3 separate regions of the Mus musculus genome follow, and all the other regions are linked to region 1. Evidence: chromatin contacts called from public HiChIP or PLAC-seq data. All regions are on one chromosome and are shown on one strand. Each heading gives the region's core, a stretch centred on a gene start, on an enhancer-like site or on the middle of the called end of the contact. The rest is flanking DNA. Distances are from core to core; before and after follow the strand shown. Region 1 has its middle 18 kb from the start of Slc4a7. Region 2 has its middle 140 kb from the start of Il3ra. Region 3 has its middle 180 kb from the start of Slc4a7.

Region 1 (3,016 bases), core at 218-2,717:
CAACTAAAGCCCCCACTTACCATTTTGTATTCATTTGTTTTGACTGGGTTTGCAAAAAGTTAGTAGGAATTAATTTCATATAAATCCACCAAGGATGACCATGAGCATGTAATGAGACTTGCAGCCCGTGGTAATTAGGATTCTCTTGTGAGACTATGCCGGGGCCTAGCAAACACAGAAGTGGATGTTCACAGTCAGCTAATGGATGGATCACAGGGCTCCCAATGGAGGAGCTAGAGAAAGTACCCAAGGAGCTAAAGGGATCTGCAACCCTATAGGTGGAACAACAATATGAACTAACCAGTACCCCGGAGCTCTTGACTCTAGCTGCATATGTATCAAAAGATGGCTTAGTCGGCCATCACTGGAAACAGAGGCTCATTGGACATGCAAACTTTATATGCCCCAGTACAGGGGAACGCCAGGGCCAAAAAGGGGGAGTGGGTGGGTAGGGGAGTGGGGGTGGGTGGGTATGGGGGACTTTTGGTATAGCATTGGAAATGTAAATGAGCTAAATACCTAATAAAAAAATCGAAAAAAAAAAAGGATTCTAGTGTGTTTGAGGTTCTCGATTTGTTTCCATCACTGTGAAGGTGAGGAAAGAATGCATTGCCATAGAGGTCATGATAGGGTGCTTTAAGTATGCTAAGCTTTGAAACTGTCATACAAGGCAGGTATTGTGGTTCACAGGGGCAATCTTAGCCCTGAGCAGACATAAGCACACCACACTTTTGAGGCCAGTCTGGTCTACACGATGACTCCTAGGCTGTCGAGGGCCTCATGGAAAGATCCTGTCTCAATGAAACAATATCAATAGATTTAAAAAGTTTCCTTTCAATTTTTTTCATACCTAAATAAGTTTAAAATATAGGGGCTGAAGAGATGGCTTAGTTGGTAGAGTGTTTAGCATGCCTGCATTAGGATCTGCTGGGTCCCAGAATCCATGGACAAAAGCTGAGCATTGTGGTAAAAGTCTACAATCTCAGTGCTGGGAAGGTGGAAATAGGATCCCTGGAGTGTCCTGGCCAGACAGCATAGCTGAATCAGTCATTTCCAGGTTCTGTCCAAAGAAAATAAAGGTGAATAATTAGTCATTGAGGGAATGACATTGGCCTCTAGCTTCCAAATGTAAGACACACACACACACACACACACAAGAGAGAGAGAGAGAGAGAGAGAGAGAGAGAGAGAGAGAGAGAGACAGAGACAGAGAGACAGAGACAGAGACAGAGAGACAGAGAGAGGTGAAATGTTTCAGTCCAAAAAAATCTTCACAATTATTTGTACTTAAAAGGCATCATAATCTTTCAATTATGAGATGAGTGTAAATGGCACTTTATTATTTAAAAAAAAGTAATAAAAAATTCAAGAAACACCCGTGAATTTCCTTTCCTACTTGAGGGGCCGTTACATTTATTTTGTGTGTCAAGCAAATACATATGTATTTTATTTCTCTCCTAAGTTTTTGTTAGTAAAATAGACAAATATGCATGGTATCTCTTGATTTTTATGACACCATTTTTATATACGACTTGAAGAGAGACATAGCTGACAGCTATGTATGTGGGGGTCAAAGCTAGCACCTCATACATGCTAAGCAAATACAGCATAAACTCTACCACTGAGCAATAGCTACAGCCGAAGATGAAAACACTTTTATTTTCATTTCCTCTTTTTTCTCCCTTTCTGTGCAATGCCAGGATAGAGCCCTGGGCCTCGAAACCACTCAGCAGGAGCTGTACCACCAAGCCTCAGTCTCAGCACGTTCTACCTGTCTTGGTCCTTTCATTTTATTTAGAAGTTCTAGGAACATTCCTGGAATCCAGACTCAGATTTTTCTGCAGAAGTTCCATGGTTTGAACTCTCAGAAGCAGCACTGTGACAAGGAAGGACATTGCTGCTGTGCAGGACAGCCCTTCAGACTGAGGCAGGGCCCAGGCCTCTGGAGTTACTGCAGTCCCCTGGAAATTCTGTGATCTTTATCAAGGTGGCTTTCTCCAACTCCAGACAGTTTCTGGAAAGGATGCGAATTATGAACTATCAGGCAAAGAAGAGTTCATTAATCTGTGAGGAACTAAAAAAAAAGTATTAACATTCACTTTGTCACTCAGAAAAAAAAGGAGAAATAAACAAAAAAATTACAGAAAAAAAAACATTGTAGTAAGGAAAAAGTACAGAATAAAATGAAAATTAACTAAAACTAAAACATAGTGGTATGGTGCCATAGTCACACCACTCTGGGGACCAACTGGAAGTTAGTCTGTGTAATAAGATCCTGTCTCAAAAAAATCAGTTTTGTTTCTTAATCCTGGGCCACAGTTCATATTGTGTATTCTAATTGAATATAGAGATTAGAGGAGCCAAGGTCACTGCTACCACGATTAACTACGAAAAACACCTGTGAGCAGTGACTCAGAGGTGGAACCTTCAAAATGCATTAAAAATGATTGGAGACTCATTCTTTAAAACTGTTTACAGCAGAGCTCATCCATTCAGCTGAACAAGTCAAGAGCATAGAGAAGCTGTAAAAAGAATTCAGATGCTGTGAAATTACTACATTTAACAAATCTGAGTCTTGGCTTATTATTGCATTTCTAAAAGTGAAAAAAAGCTTGTGGGGGTAAGGAGAGAGAGAGAGAGAGAGAGAGGGAGGGAGGGAGGGAGGGAGGGAGGGAGGGAGGGAGGGAGGGAGAGAGAGAGAGAGAGAGAGAGAGAGAGAGAGAGAGATCTTAGTGGTCCTGGCTTTGAAACCCATTCTAAGAATTTTCTGTCATGCCAAGAGCCACTGCTGGGTGGCCTAAACTCAAGCCTGCTTTAAGCACAGGGAGAGACATCTTCCTGAGTTTAGGGAAGTGGTCTCTGATGGAGGTAGATACCAGCAGTCTGAAGCTTGCATAGGATACCTAGAAGATGCAGGCCAAGACCTGCCTACTCCCTCTCCATCATGACAATGGTAAGTCCTTGCTTGTTTTGACATGGAGATTGGCTTGTATCCTCTGAGGTTACCACATGAATC
Region 2 (3,016 bases), core at 131-2,630, 200 kb before region 1:
GTACTTATCTGGAGGTAGGCTATTTGGTCCATGAGAAGTAGATCTGAGTAGGTTTCCTGTAGCTTATAAGTTTATAAGAGAGATAACAGCATGAGTTAACCACATGAACAGTCTTTAAGATGAACCTTTTCTGGAGCACAAGGAACAAGATTATAAGTTGGATCATATAGTGGAATGTTTTATTAGAGTTAGGCAAATTTGTAGGAACTCAGATATTAGAACAGTGGCATAGCAAGAAGAGGAAATATGAAGCGTTAAATTAATGGAAACAGAGTTTAGGTAAGGAAATAGCTGTCTATCTGTCAATGTAGTCAGAAGTTTGAGAAAGAATAAACAATAATTTAGCAGTTATATTATTTTAAAAATGACAGAGTCCACTAGCCAATGGCCTCAATGGCAGCTTGTGCAGTCAGTCAGAAGTTAATGACAGTAGTAAAAATCATATTAAGACAGGATAGAAATGAAAACTCTAGGTAACTTTAGCAAAGAGGCATATGGTTAGAACCAGTATAAGAGAGCTGGCAACAGTGACATAAAATTGTGGTGAAAGAAAATGAGTTGTCCAGGCAGATTTAAGCCTGTGACATAAACTGAACCTGCAGGGAGCATGAATAGGTAAGCGCTTTGGCCTTTTGTTTATTTACCAGACTGCTGGCAGTATGTGTGAAGATCCCTTAAAATATGTTTAAGAACACTTTAGCGTCCATTGGGTGACAGCGGATGGGGGTGTCACTGAACCTTTCATACCAGGGTCCCAAGTAAAGAACTCAGTAACGGGTCAGTATACAGTCAAACTAGAAATTCAGGTCATATGAATAACTAGAGACTTCAGCGACGGGCAATTTCCTGGAAATTGTTAGAAAGCAATTTAACCTGGTACCAGGATTTTCCGGCCAGCTGCAAGAGCCAAAAGTGTTTATGAATTGCCTTCGAGAAGGAAGTCACCCAAAGGTCCGATGTCCTAACTTGTAGGTCAGCCAGGAGGCTGCTCTTAAGAACTGGGGCATTGAAAGTCATCACCTTAGCCCACAGGAGGCTGGCCAGGAGCTATCTGGGCACATAGGATCCCTCCCACCAACTGGAGAAACTCCTTATCAATCAATATGCCGGTGTGTGTTTTCAGACTTCTGCAGTCTGGTAGCAGAAAATGTGTAACTGAATGGTTGGTTTGGGCTCGGCTGATTGGCATAACCCACATGGCAGAGGCTGGGAACTGAATGGCAGCAGCTCCTGTGGGAGCTCCCTCGTGCACATGAGCGCAGGAGAAGGTTGTGCCACTGTGGGGTGGAACTTCCTACCAGCAGCTGGGAGTCACAGCCCACGGTGTTAGGGGAAAATAAGGACCCAAAGTAGCATAGAGAGGCCAGGACCAGCAGAGCATAAACAGGCTGAGGGAACCAAGCATGGACAGTCCCAGGCGAGACAGACTCCAAGCAGAAAGCCAAGGAGTTGGGGAGGTCAGCAAACAGGGTCCGTGGCAGAGGCAGGCAAATTTGTTTTACAGGCAAACCATCTAAACTAGCAGGCTGCAAGTGAGAGAGGGAGAAGGGGAAAGGCTCAGCTATATAGCAGACTGGCCCAAGGGCGAGACAGATGGGGGGTTTACAGACCTAGTCTTGAATTCTCAGCCTCAAGAAAGAGGAAAGGGAAATGTCACCCAAGGGAAAACACAGGGGTAGCTCTGAGATCAAGAAATCTTCTCTGGGACCATCCAGATGGTCACTCTGACCAGTGGAAGTGGGGGCTTACCAGATCTGGGCTAGCAAGCATGTGGCTGAGATGGGATGCAAACCTGCAGAGTTTTTGGATCTGAATCACAGCACCAATGTTGTGATTATAAAAAGAGAAAGAGCTATATGAATATGTTCTTGTGGAGTGTGGGAGAAGTGGGTACCTCGGCGGGCCCATGCCAAGGCAGCTCTTCCCCCTGAGAGACCAGACCCACACCGTTATAGTATAGAATAGAGTTTATTCAGGGCAAGGGGAGAGGAATTCAGAGAGTAGTAGAGACAAAGAAAGGCAGAGATAGGGAGAGTACAGGAGGCCTGCCTTGCCACGTGGAGAGAGGGAGGAAGAGAGGTGGAGCAAGGGGGCAAGAGACAAGAGAAAGGCAAGAGCATAAGAGAGAGAAGAGGGGCCAAGCAGCCCTTTTATACTGGGTCAAGCCTACCTGGCTGCTGCCAGGAACTGTGGGGGTAGAGTTTAGACAGAATTCCAACAGAGCAAGATCTTTTTAACTTGATTATACAGTGTATATAGCTCTTGAGATATATTATTGGGTACTGTATTGATGTTTATAATTTTTCTACTTGTGTACCAGTTAAAATTCTTTATTGAAAAAAATAATAATGGGCAGGGCAGATACTTACCATTATGAATCTCTACTTTGCCCTTTCCCTGGTGCCTGGGCATGAAAGCATGATAAAGCAGAGGTCAGAGAGTTGAAGGTGCCTGAAGAAGTAAGCCAGGGCCTGAGTCATTCTCATTTGCTATTAAAATACTCATTTGCCTCTGGCCTGTTCCTTTCAACTCCTCTGCAGTTGATCTCAGGGTCTGTGCCTGTGTCTCTGCTCTAACATGTATTCATGATACAGCAGAAATATACTAATGATAATACAGCAAAAGAAATTGGCAGCACATACTCCAGTTTTTGTAAATTACTCAGCCTGCCTCACTTTGTCCTCAGTATGAATCCCCAGTTTCTCATTCATGTTTCTTTCAGGTGGGACTGAGTGAGCAAACCCAACAAGTCTATCTCTGTACCAATTTCATCACTAAATTCTAACAAACTTGGTCTTGAGTACTGTCCTCTTTCTGAGCATTTGAAGGCAGTATACAGAGCTTATTTGACCATTGACTCAAATTAGAAGGCATGTTTGAGGATGTATAACGTTTGGGCTAAAGATGTATGTACATGTTGAGTACCTGTTGAAGGTAGAAATAACACACACACACACACACACACACACACACACACACACAACTAGATCTGAGATATAGTGTCCTCAGTGGTCAT
Region 3 (3,016 bases), core at 277-2,776, 160 kb before region 1:
TCCTCTCAGAATCTTTCACTTTGATATATTATCTGCCTACCTGATATTTCCATCAATGTATTTGAAAAGTGCTGAGGTATCCTTTTTAAAAACTTTCTGTAAATATATGTTTCTATATTTTGTTATTAATTCTGTACTGGCAGAGAGATAAACTCCAACAAATTAGGGTATTGTCATTTCTATGGCCAGTCACTGACCTTATATTTGATTTGTAAATACATGTCCTTCCACACCTATTCAGATACTTGAAAGTCAGACAATCTAGTTATATAAGACACAGTATCACTGCTGATTGGCTGTAATAAATATCTGAAAACCAATAGTTGGGCAGGTAGTTGTGGCAGAAAGAGAGAGAGTCAGAGAGAGAGAAAGAGAGATGCTGAGATAAGAAAAGAGAAGTAAGAGATTCAGGGAGTGGACATGGAGGGCAACAGATGGACCAGAGAGGAGCAGAGAAAATGTATAGAGCTAACTACTGGCAGGTCATGAGCAAGAGAGTCAGGTTAAGTTATATGAGAGAGCTTGGAGACTGCCCAAGTAAAAGACCTAAACTTCAAATTATAACCGAAGCGGTATCATTATTTATACCTCTGGCAGGTCCAAGAATGTCTTGCTATAAAAAAGTTTCTTGATTTATTACTTTTTTGGGCTGTTATTATTAAAATATCATGAAACTTTTACCACAATAGAATATGGAGTTTAGGTGTCATGGTTTGTTTTCAGTTTGCTGTGATTAAAACACTGACCACAAGCACCTCCAGGGGGGAAAGGTAATTTGGCTTACAAGTTAGCATTGATTTTCAAGGGAATCCAACGCAGGAGTCTGGAGGCACCAGCTGAATCCAGGGCCCACAAAAGAATGAGGGTTACTGATTTGATTCCTGTCTCTGCTCAAACATCTTCCTTATATGATGCAGGATCCCCTTCCCAGAGATGCCAACCACTCACACTGGGCTGGATTCTTCTCTGTCAATTAGCAATCAATAAAATGACCTATGTAGGTCACTATGGTTGAGACAATTTCTTAATTGAGGTTCCCTTCTCATATGCATGTCAAGGTGACAACCAAAAGCAAGTGTCACTCTAGAGTACCCTGAATCTGTGTCCTTGTCAATCATCACCCTGGAGTAACCTGAATTTTTGTCCCCAGTGAAACATACCACACTGGAGTAACCTTTACCTATGTCCTCAGTCAAATATCACCTTGGGAGAACCTGAATCTGTGTCCCCAATCATTCATATCTAGATGACTCTAGAATAAACCATTTCTTGTCTACTTTAATGTGAGAACTGTGGCTTTTCATTTTGTCAGAAACATCCTTGCTGATTTCAATATGTAGCCAAGTTTGGGAGTCAGTACTAAAAGAGCCCCTGGTATTGTGAGGTATCCACCAGAAAAGATCACTCAGACATGAGTTCAAGCCAATAGGAAGTCTTTATTAGCTGGCCAGCAACTACACTGGGTGTTTGGGACCTGAACCTTCCTCAGGGTGGGCTTTTAAGCACAAAAACCACATCCTGGGTTGACACGCCTCAGTCATTAAGAACGGTTAGCCAGAAGCAGAACTACAGAAACCGAAAAGTAAAGTTAGTACATTTATGGACTTTCACAGCAATATCGACTTTGATGGATTGGGTTTTGTTCTCATTTTGGCAGGTGTTTCTGCCTGTGTGCTGGTTTCCAAGGCTCAAATGCACAATTTTCATCAGTTGTACTAAGGTTTGGGGATATGATACACTGAAAATATGGTGTGGAGACTTAGACCGAAGGTCTATGCTCCATATGTAACTAGAGAGAGGTCAATTTACCTGAAGTGAAGAAAAGGGATGAAATAAATTGTAACCTTGATAGAACACAAACATGTAAGGTAATGTGTTTCTCAGAGTCCCTACCTCTGCTTTAAGAACATCACAAACACATCTCAGAATGAAGATCTTAAATAACCAACTGATCTGTTATGGATCAGCTAGCTACTTTCAGTTTCCCTAGTAACACCATTTTTTTAAGAAAGAAAAGCATCCCAATTGCCCTCCTTGGAATTTAAAATGCTATCCAAAAGGGAGGTGAGTGAAAATATCAGTTTTATTGGGGTTAATTAAGGAATAATTGCTTCTGAGTAAAAAAGATTAGGTTCTGTGTTCTACCTCTGATTCTGTGTCCCCAAGTAGACATGGCACTCTAAGTTTTCATCAACAGTACATCCTGGTGTCTCCTCCCTTAAGAGTTAATACAGCTGCCCCTATCAATCTCCTGATTGAGAGACCCAGGAAAGCTGATATTCCTGAAGACACCTTAATGAGACAGGAGAAATAGTTATTCCCTTAAAATCATACACTTCTGTGGGTCCTCCCTTGAGGCACTTACTTGAAAGATCTTCACTGGTAAGCCTGCCTGCTGTTCTGAATTCTAACTCAAAAGGCAAATTTTCTTTCCCTTCCTTTGTACCTCTTCTAGGGATACCACCCCAAATCTTCATCAGGTTTTCCCTATATACTCTCTACTCTTTCTTTGCTGGACAAACCTGTTTTCTTGGAGTCTAACTCAAAAGACATGAACTGCTACATCTTCTTCTTCTCTATCTCCCTCCTCTGGCAGCTGTCTAGTCTGAGAGCCACAAGGCTCCATGGTTTCTCTCCCAAGCTCTTGTACAACGGTCCTCCAGCTTTCTTCTGAGTCTTTTTATAAATGCTTTTATCAACAAGATAGCCAGGCAGTGGTGGTGCACGCCTTTCATCCCAGCACTTGGGAGGCAGAGGCAGGAGGATTTCTCAATTTGAGGCCAGCTTGGTCTAAAGAGTGAGTTCCATGACAGCCAGAGCTACACAGAGAAACCTAAACAGAGAGAAACAACAACAACAACAAACAAGATAAAGAATCCACAAAGAGAGCTTTGGTTCTCTGGTAACAAATTTTGGTGAAGCAAAGACTAGGCATCTGACAACCAAAACACACCCCAAATCAGCTGATAGTGGAAATAAATTTACACAGGGGCCCAGGACAGATCTTTTTTGTTTG

Evidence for each region. HiChIP or PLAC-seq counts read pairs in DNA pulled down with a chosen protein or histone mark.
Region 2: an SMC1A HiChIP or PLAC-seq map of large pre-B cells shows a contact between it and region 1, with 2.9 times the contacts expected there. The contact joins two enhancer-like sites. A contact is called at or near these places in 2 of 15 datasets of contacts at CTCF or cohesin (large pre-B cells and pro-B cells), 1 of 484 Hi-C or Micro-C datasets (pancreatic cancer cells) and 3 of 115 datasets of contacts at active chromatin or transcription factors (the 230-238 cell line and large pre-B cells).
Region 3: a contact with region 1 is called in an H3K4me3 HiChIP or PLAC-seq map of the 230-238 cell line, with 15 read pairs. The contact joins two enhancer-like sites. A contact is called at or near these places in 3 of 115 datasets of contacts at active chromatin or transcription factors (the 230-238 cell line and large pre-B cells).

Annotation. Positions count from the first base shown.
Region 1 is chr14:14,683,259-14,686,274 of GRCm38.p6, forward strand. No RefSeq gene overlaps it. Among named protein-coding and RNA genes, the nearest start is that of Slc4a7, 18 kb to the right of the region's middle. Within about 2 kb of position 1,468, at least 59 of the 459 cell types and tissues checked have an H3K27ac peak or open chromatin away from gene starts, as enhancers often do. A contact at or near this core is called in the 230-238 cell line and pro-B cells, where this site is marked.
Region 2 is chr14:14,488,236-14,491,251 of GRCm38.p6, forward strand. No RefSeq gene overlaps it. Among named protein-coding and RNA genes, the nearest start is that of Il3ra, 140 kb to the left of the region's middle. Within about 2 kb of position 1,381, at least 4 of the 459 cell types and tissues checked have an H3K27ac peak or open chromatin away from gene starts, as enhancers often do. A contact at or near this core is called in pro-B cells, where this site is marked.
Region 3 is chr14:14,523,910-14,526,925 of GRCm38.p6, forward strand. No RefSeq gene overlaps it. Among named protein-coding and RNA genes, the nearest start is that of Slc4a7, 180 kb to the right of the region's middle. Within about 2 kb of position 1,527, at least 15 of the 459 cell types and tissues checked have an H3K27ac peak or open chromatin away from gene starts, as enhancers often do. A contact at or near this core is called in the 230-238 cell line, where this site is marked.